Linked DNA regions of Xenopus laevis: region 2 is linked to region 1. Evidence: chromatin contacts called from public Hi-C data. All regions are on one chromosome and are shown on one strand. The core of a region is the stretch at or near the end of the contact, and the rest is flanking DNA. Distances in the headings are between cores, read along the strand shown.

The links. Hi-C and Micro-C count contacts between places; a contact is called where the count stands out from the background.
Region 2: a contact with region 1 is called in a Hi-C map of the XTC cell line, with 7 times the contacts expected there. The contact joins the enhancer-like site here to the promoter of tfap2b.L in region 1. A contact is called at or near these places in 2 of 4 Hi-C or Micro-C datasets (the XL177 cell line and the XTC cell line).

The regions. Positions count from the first base shown.
Region 1 is chr5L:161,137,817-161,142,713 of Xenopus_laevis_v10.1, reverse strand. tfap2b.L (transcription factor AP-2 beta L homeolog) reads right to left here and starts at 1,705. Exons shown (of 7, transcript NM_001094232.1): 1 at 1,467-1,705. The coding sequence starts at 1,493.
Region 2 is chr5L:161,699,240-161,704,034 of Xenopus_laevis_v10.1, reverse strand. All of the region lies in intron 36 of pkhd1.L (fibrocystin), which reads left to right. Among protein-coding and RNA genes, the nearest start is that of pkhd1.L, 97 kb to the left of the region's middle. Within about 2 kb of position 1,899, at least 3 of the 7 cell types and tissues checked have an H3K27ac peak or open chromatin away from gene starts, as enhancers often do.

The DNA.
Region 1 (4,897 bases), core at 456-2,955:
TTATAAATCAGAACAGCACTTTCTTTCAAACAAATTTGTTTTCACAAATATCTGTTTTACAGTGTCGTTTTAATTTCAGTTTTCCCTTTTTTTCCCAGTGATGTTCTACAGTTTTAGAATCGATTTTCAAAGACAAGTTGCAAGATTAATTATTAATGATAACAATAATAATAATGATAATAACAAAACTACTTCTACTACTAGTACTACTACTTATAATAATACTAATAATAACAATACTACTACTGCTACTAATAATAATAATAATAATAACAATACTACTACTAATAACAATAAGAAGAAGAATACCAACAATACTATTACTACTACTACTACTAATAATAATAAGAATAACAACAATAATAATAATAAAAATACTACTAATAATAATAACAATACTACTACTACTACTAATAATAATAATAATAATAACGATACTACTACTTCTACTAATAATAATAATAACAATACGTTTAATAACAATGATATTAATACTACTAATAATAACAATAAGAATAAGAATAACAACAATAATATTAAAAATACTACTATTAATAATAACAATTCTACTAATAATAATAACAATAATATTAATAATAATGATAATACTACTAATAATAACAATAAGAAGAACACAAATAATAATAAAAATACTACTACTAATAATAACAATTCTACTACTGCTACTACTACTACTACTACTACTACTACTACTACTACTACTACTACTACTACTACTACTACGAAGAAGAAGAAGAAGAAGAAGAAGAAGAAGAAGAAGAAGAAGAAGAAGAAGAAGAAGAAGAAGAAGAAGAAGAAGAAGAAGAAGAAAATCTACTCCAGTTTCCAGCTAACTGTGTCACAATCAGTTTCCTAAGGAAAATTAATTTCCCATCTATTCTGTGTCCAATCGGTTTGTCACCCAAAGTGATCCAGGAATTAGAGCAAAAAAAAAAAAAAGAAAGAAAGATTTTATAGAATAAAGCCAAATAATTTAAGTGTGAAATCAAAATCCCCGTGTCATTGCAATTGTCACCGCTTTAAATAGGGAAAATATCACAGATTTTTTTTTTGAACGACAAAATCGCTTTTGTTTGAAATACATCAAAAAACAAATAAAAGAGCAAAAGAGAGGCAGAAAAAAAAATCCTGCGGATGTCGAGAAACTCCTAAAAAGAAAGAAAAACAATCTCATGGATATAAAAAAAGAAAGTAAAGTGGAAAAAACCGTGTTTAAACATAACTAGAGTCCAAACTGCCAAGGGCAATAAATAGGCAGTTTTCTTTTTTTTTTTTTATTTCCCCTCCACCTCACACCGATAATAAGAATCCAGAGGCAGCTGCAAACTCAAATTATTGCCCAAAATTACAAAAACAAAAAGCCAAAGGCGTTAAAGGGGGAAAAAAAAAAAAACCCTGGAAATTTCAGATTAAAAAAAATGAAATAAAAAATGAAGGCGACTCACCATAGCTGAATAGGTGTGGACTAACATCTGTGCGGAGGGAGAACTTGCTGCAAACGGTTAAATCAAATGAAAAGATCGGGCGACACTGCTGGAGATAATTCCAAGACTATCCATCAAAGTATGTCCCCCCAAAAATAGCAAAACCGCGTATTGTTCTCTCTGTCTAGTTTTTATGGGTTTTTTTTTATCTGCTGGTGCCTGTGAGCTCCGGCTCTTGCTCCTGTTCCACCCAAGGCGAGACACACACTGCCTGTAACTTGCCCCTTCCCTCAGTCTCTCTGCACCGCCTCACAATCATTTATATTCATGACTATTAATATTACGCGACTACTTTACAGCAACAATGGAGGAGAAATAGCGCGTGAAGCCGGAGCCCGGGGTCTCTCTGCCCCATTGTGAGTGACGTGGGGGCTTTGCTGGAGAATCACTAGATGTGATCAGACAAGGGGGCTGGGCTGGAGGAAGTCTGACTAAAACTTACCCCCCCCCCCAGTGTCAATTAAACTTGCAGAGCAAACAGTGTGTGTGTGTGTGTCATTCTGTTATATGTGTGTGTGTCATACTGCTGTGTGTGTCTGTGTGTATATGTGCTACACTGTTATATGTGTATTTGTGTGTCTGTGCCATACTGCTGTGTATGTGTGTGTGTCTATGTGCCACACTACTGTGTGTATTTGTGTGTATCTGCTACACTGCTGTGTGTATCTGTGTGTATCTGCTTCACTGCTGTGTGTATTTGTGTGTATGTGTCATACAGCTATGTGTGTGTGTGTCTATGTGCCACACTACTGTGTGTATTTGTGTGTATCTGCTACACTGCTGTGTGTGTCACACTGTTATGTGTGTGTGTGTGTATGTGTGTATGTGCTACACTACTGTGTGTATTTTTATGTATGTGCCACACTGTTACGTGTATGCAGGGCAGCCATCAGGGGGGGACAGGGGGGAGAGTTGTAGGGGGCCCCAAGGGTAAGGGGGCCCCGGCCACGCCAGACTTACTTGATTAGCCGGCCCCCCCACCTTTCTGAGAGCTGCTGACTTCGGGAAGGCATGGACGTTTAAGGGGCCCTGGCCACCAATTTTCTTATAATGTGGGTGGGAGGGAGGGGGCCCTGGCCACCAATTTTGGCCACCAATTTTTTTTTCTCATGTGGGGTGCTAGCCACCAATATCTTTTAATGGGGGGGGGGCCTGGACACAAATGTTTTTTTATGGGGGGCCCTGACCACCAATATCTTTTTATTTTTTACTAACATGTGGGAACCCTAGCCACCAATATTTTTATTGTTTTTTTACTGTGTGGTGGGGAGGGTGGACCTGTAGGTGGGGCTTGCAGTGGGCACAGCCCAGGGGGCCCAGGAAATTTTGTCGTATGGGGCCCTGCGATTTCTGATGGCGGTCCTGCGTGTATGTATGTGCCACACTGCTGTGTGTATTTGTGTGTATGTGTCACACTGCTGTGTGTATTTGTGTGTATGTGTCACACTGCTGTGAGTGTGTGTCTCTGTGTCACACTACTGTGTGTATTTGTGTGTATGTGTCACACTGTTATGTGTGTATATTTGTGTGTATGTGTCACAGTGTTATGTGTGTGGGATTAAGGAATCACTACAACCCCAGAGCTCGCAGCGAAATAAAACGATTTCCTCGTGCTGCACTTAATTAGACATTGACAATGGCCCCTGGTGATTAATGCGAGACTTTTGCAAACAAATAAACAAATGATTTCACCTCCACTTCTTTTTTTTTAATCGTCTACAACTCGCCCATTGCGTTTAAACGCCGCGTAGATTTAATGCGCCAAAATATTTTAGTTTTCCGCCGCATTATAAGTTCTGATAGGAATCGCGCAGGGACTTTGTGTAGAAAGTGAATTTCTAGTTTTTCTGTAAAAAAAAAAAAAAAGCCAAGGGCAATAGAAAGAATTCTTTTGATGTCTTGTGAGCAAGAAATACCAAAGTAGCTGCTGTCTCCCCCCCCGACCCTTTCATACTCCACAAATGTCACGTTTTCTTTAACCCTTTATTTGGGGACGAGAAATGTGTTGACTGTAAATAAACAAGCGACAAGGACAAATCAGTGCGACCCGATCTGCTTTCGATTTAGATTTAGATTGTGAGGCGCTGAACCCACGAGTTTTAAGAGATATTATAAGGGGTAGTTGGGAGAGGAATTCAATGTAACTCACACTTCAAAAACGAGGTCAGTGTAGAGCAAATAAGAATAAATGACACAACTATATATAAATATAAATATTCTCCACTTATACAGGAGGATCGGACCTTAATGTTCTACGCGAATTCACTAAACACCCAACTGCCCCTCTTTCTGCCGATAATCCCCAATCACTTCTGATATTCACATGTTCAATATATTATTTAGCTGCCGCCGGCTGCCCATATCCCTGAGTCTTCTACTGAATATTTGTTACTCATCTATTGTAACTTTCTATTTCATTATCTTTCACTTGTGTTCTCCATTATGCACTGACATACTACTAACTGGCACTATGTATATGCGATATAGGGACAAAATGTCATCAATATATCGTTACACCAAGTTTACATGAAATATTGTTAGACAATAGCTGATACTCTGATCTATCTATCTATCTATCTATCTATCTATCTATCTATCTATCTATCTATCTATCCATCCATCTATATCTTTCTTTCTTTCTCTTTCTTTCTTTCTTTCTTTCTTTCTTTCTTTCTTTCTTTCTTTCTTTCTTTCTTTCTTTCTTTCTTTCTTTCTTTCTTTCTTTCTTCCTTTCTCTCTTTCTCTCTTTCCATCCATTATCTCTCTCTCTTTCCATCCATTATCTCTCTCTCTCTCTCTCTCTCTCTCTCTCTCTCTCTCTCTCTCTCTCTCTCTCTCTCTCTATCCATACATCCATTATCAAATCAAATGAGCTTTATTGGCAGGACCAAAATCTATCCCTCTCTTTCTCTCCATCCATCCATTATCTATCTATCTATCTATCTATCTATCTATCTATCTATCTATCTATCTATCTATCTATCTATCTATCCATCCACCCCCCTCTCTCTCTCTCTGTATCTATCTATCTATCTATCTATCTATCTATCTATCTATCTATCTATCTATCTATCTATCTATCTATCTATCTATCCATCCATCCCCTCTCTCTCTCTCTCTCTCTCTCTCTCTCTCTCTCTCTCTCTCTCTATATCATATCCAAAACTATGTATTAATGTATTATAATAGCCCATGTTATTTACATGTCACTCCTAGATCACTATTAAATATTAACCAAAACCCCCCCCCCCCAGGTAGAGTAGCTGGAGGAACTGATTGACCTCTGATTATTTTGGCTCTGAAAAGCCTCTCAATTTAACAGTTCATCTCTGCAGCCCCCCAACCCCAAGATCTAAACACAGACACATTGTTACAAAGCAGAAGACCCTCTG
Region 2 (4,795 bases), core at 650-3,149, 560 kb before region 1:
GGTGGGCACCACCCTAAAAATGACTTTTGAAGTGAAGGAACCTTTTATCCTTCTCTGATATTACTGGCAGGTTTAAAGGGGTGTTTCACCTTTAAGTTAGCATTTAATATGTTATAGAATGGCTGATTCTAAGCAACTTTTCAATTGGTCTTCATTATTTTTGTTATAGTTTTTTAAATTATTTGGCATAGTCTTCCAACTCTTTCCAGTTTTCAAATGGGGCCATTGACCCCATCTAAAAAACAAATGCTCTGTAAGGCTACAAATGTATTGTTATTGTTACTTTTTAATACTCATCTTTCTATTCAGGCCTCTCCTATTCATATTCCAGTCTCTTATTCTAATCAATGCATGGTTTCTAGGGTTAATATCAACCAAAGTGCTAAAACTGCAAACTAGAGAGTTGCTGAATAAAAATCTAAATAACTCAAAAACCACAAATAATAAAAAATGAAAACTAATTGTAAATTGTCTCAGAATATCACTCTTTACATAATACTAAAAGTTCATTTAAAAGGTAAAGAACCACTTTAATGAGGTTATAGTTGTAGATGAATTTCTGGGGATGAATATAGTGGGGTTTGGGTATCCCCCACCATGAATACCACCACCACCTCCCCTCCGTCACGTCACCCTCCCCTCCGTCACGCCACCCTCCCCTCCATCACGTCACTCTCCCCTTCATCACATCACCCTCGCCATTGTCACATCACCCTCCCCTCAGTCACATCACCCTCCCCCTGTCACATCACCCTCCCCTCAGTCACATCACCCTCCCCGTCACCCTCCCATCAGTCACGTCACCCTCCCCTCCGTCATGTAACCCTCCCCTTCGTCATATTCTCCGCCCTCCCCTCCATTGCATTCTCCTGTCTTCCCTTCCCTCCATTGCTCTCCCATTTATTGCGGTCGGGCGTGTGAGCGGGGGAGGTATGCCCTGCCGGATTGCCTAAGGTGCCTGGCCGGCCTGGCCTGGCCCTAAATACCACCATGCCTTCATTCATTGGAGATGTATTTATGAAAGGTGGGTGGGGGTTTACTTATGCATGTCCCACTTCCACCCCATCCCCTAACTTGCACATCATTAAGACTTATGGTGGGCAGTAAGGACAGTGCTACCTTGTCCCTTCCACAATGTGCTCTGATGAGATTTGTAATCCCCAGACCCTGGATTTGTAATCTCCAGGGTTTCTGTAAACAACCCATATGTAGTAACCTGAAACTTAAAGCAACCACTCCAGTACAGTAGAACCTAACCACCATATATAGCATAACACCAAGGCACATGTATACTAACCCATAGCAGCCAATAAAATAATTTTAGTCAAGTGAATAATATAAACTACCAGCTGACAGGTTGCTGATACCACCACCTGTAGCAAACGTTGCACCTACATAATCCCCTAAATGTCTGTTTGATTGCTATGGGTTACAGAACCATGCATGGATAAGACAGAACCCACCATAACGGCTAATTTGTAGCCCCCGGTAAAGGTGCCATTGTATCAATACCTGAGATGGACAGATACATCTAGAAACTGACATGGAGAAAATGAGCAGAAGCAGAGATCATCCGAGGATACGGTTTATTGGTTACACGTCGTTTATAAAATAGATTTACAGTAATGTGGGTCACCATTGATTCATCTGCTTCTGTCTCCCGGGCTGATGGCCGATGATTTGTTGATGAATCACTGAATTCTCAGCTCGGTCTTATAGGGAATAACTGGTTCCTGCTGAATATTTACTAATACTAGAAAACCCTGTAAGGTCTGAGAACAATTCAGCTTTTGTTGCTAGAGGGAAAGGCTCATTTTGCAATGTGTCTCCAGCCCTATTGTCTACAAACATGTGCGTGTATCTGCTGAAAGGATTGCTATCGATCCCCCCCTGTTTGGGCTCTTTGGCATGATAAGTGAGCAGCAAATCCTAATTTTAGTCCTTCAGAGCCTCAGGCTGCTGTACTGCATCTCTTATCAATGCATTCTTAATTTATTAACCGGCCGAAGAGGTAAAGTAGCTCCACGGATCAGCCCTGATGCATCAACATGCTCAGAGACTAATTTATTAAAAACAAAAACAACGCAAGATAAAAAAAAAAGGTTTTTGCAAATGTGTAGGAAATTTATAGTTAAACAAATAAATGGTATAGGATTTTTATTTAGGCTGGTTTATGGATCTTCTTACATGTCCATAGAGTGTTAACACCAGTGCAAAACAGGTGAATATGTAACCCTGTATGATCCTATCTACCTTACACAGAGAATATGGAGAGATTTAGGTTGCTATGGGAAGACAGCAAGTGTGTGCATCAGTGATGTCATCAACAATCTTATTGGAAAGCTTACAGCAACTCACTGCATCACCAAATATTACGGCACGGCAATGGGCATCACATTGTCCCCATTGTGGCTCCCACATAGTGATCCAGCTACATATACTCTTGTGCTACTATAAAGCATTCATTTGTGCCCTGTTCCCTGCAAGTGCCACCAGGTGCCAACCAGAACATCTGTGCTATTTGCAGTCCCACGGATATGCCCCATGATGATCAGATATGTCCCATGATTATCGGATATGCCCCATGATGATCGGATATGCCCCATGATGATCTGATATGCCCCATGATGATCAGACATGCCCCATGATGATCGGATATGCCCCATGATGATTGGATATGCCCCATGATCGGATATGACCCATGATGATCAGACATGCTCCATGATGATCGGATATGCCCCATGATCGGATATGCCCCCTGATGTAGTTATTCAAGCGGCCAAAGGGTTTTAAGACTTCCCTAGGATATTTGGAATTATTAAGTAAAATGGTAAAAGTCAGAATTTCAGGTCCAAAAAAAAACATATTTATCATATTGTAATATAAGAGCCATGAATTGTAAATGAATATTTATTTAATCCATTATTTAAGGCACTGAGGTGTTTGCTGTGCCAGCAATGTTGTAAGTGTGCCAGTTAGTGAAAAGCTGCCATGCATCTCTGAAATATTTGCAAAACTGCAGAAATATCCACAAAATGGAGAATGGATTCCACGGGCAGGTTTTTTTTTTTTGCATTTTCTCATGCCAAATGCATTTGAGTCAACGGGAGATTGTTTTTCTTTTGCTTTTTTTTATTCTAAATACTTGGAACCAATGGGTATTTTTTCTTGCATTTTCTCACACCAAATGTATTGGAGTCAATTGAAGGTTTTTTTTTTTGCATTTTCTCATGTCAAATGCATTGCATTTAATGGGCGTTCTTTTTCTTGCATTTTCTCATGACAAATTCTTTGGAGTCAATGGGGGATTTTTTTCTTGCTTTTTATCATGTCAAATTCATTGGAGTCAAGGGAGATTGTTTTTCTTTTGCATTTTCTTTTCTCAAATGCTTGGAACCAATTGGTATTTTTTCTTGCATTTTCTCATGCCAAATGCATTGGAGTCAATTTAATTTTTTTTTTTATTGCATTCTCTCATGCCAAATGCATTGCAGTCAATGGGCATTTTTTTCCATGCATTTTCTCATGCCAAATTCTTTGGAGTCAATGGGGAATTTTTTTCTTGCTTTTTATCATGCCATGCCATGTTTTTCTTTCGCATCTCAAATGCTTGGAACCAATGGGGGTTTTTCTTGCATTTTCTCATGCCAAATGCATTTGAGTCAACGGGAGATTGTTTTTCTTTTGCATTTTCTTATTCTAAATACTTGGAACCAATGGGTGTTTTTTCTTGCATTTTCTCACACCAAATGCATTGAAGTCAATTAAAGGTTTTTTTTTTTTGCATTTTCTCATGCCAAATGCAATGCATTTAATGGGCCTTCTTTTTCTTGCATTTTCTCATGACAAATTCTTTGGCGTCAATAATGGATTTTTTTCTTGCATTTTCTCATGCCAAATGCATTGTAGTCAATGGGCATTTTTTCCCTGCATTTTCTAATGCCAAATTCTTTGGAGTCAATGGGGGATTTTTTTCTTGCTTTTTATCATGCCATGCCATGTTTTTCTTTTGCATCTCAAATGCATTGGAACCAATGGGGGTTTTTCTTGCATTTTCTCATGCCAAATGCAATGGAGTCAATGGGCGTTTTTTCCTTGCATTTTCTCACGCCAAATGCATTGGAGTCAATTGGAGATTTTTTTCTTGCATTTTCTCATGTCAAATGCATTGAAGTCAATGGGAGGGTTTTTATTTGCATTTTCTGGTGCCAAATGCATTGGAACCAATGGAAGCTATTTTTTTTTTGCATTTTCTTATCCTAAATACATTGGAGTTGATGGCAGTTTTTTCTTTCGTTGTCTCACACCAAATCCATTGTAACCAGCGGCAATTTTTTTGTGCCAAATGCATTGAAGTCAATATGATCTTTTCCCTGCAGGTAAAAATACAATTTTCTCCTAGTGAAGAGAAAAAAACGCAGGCGTAATTGTAGCAGATATTGACAAACATTTTCATCACTCATGAAAACTTGAATTTTGTCATTGCTCAGGCAAAGAGATGTTCTAAAATGCCTAAGGGCCCTTGCCCTCAAGCAGCAATTACTGACTTTGATGAGCTAATAAATACGTTGGATTCCAGTTTGTCTGTTCAAAGACAATTTATGAAGTTGTGAGAAGCAGAGCACAAGGTTTCGGGTATGTGGGTTATCCCACCCGTTCTCAATTACAATACAAGCTTATCCCTATCTCTTGCTGAATGGTTTTAATATATTTTGCATGATCTATCACAGCAATATACAAAATTAGTTATCTGAGGTTCAGAGGTTTGTGCTTGTGGTTTTAAAAAAATAAATAT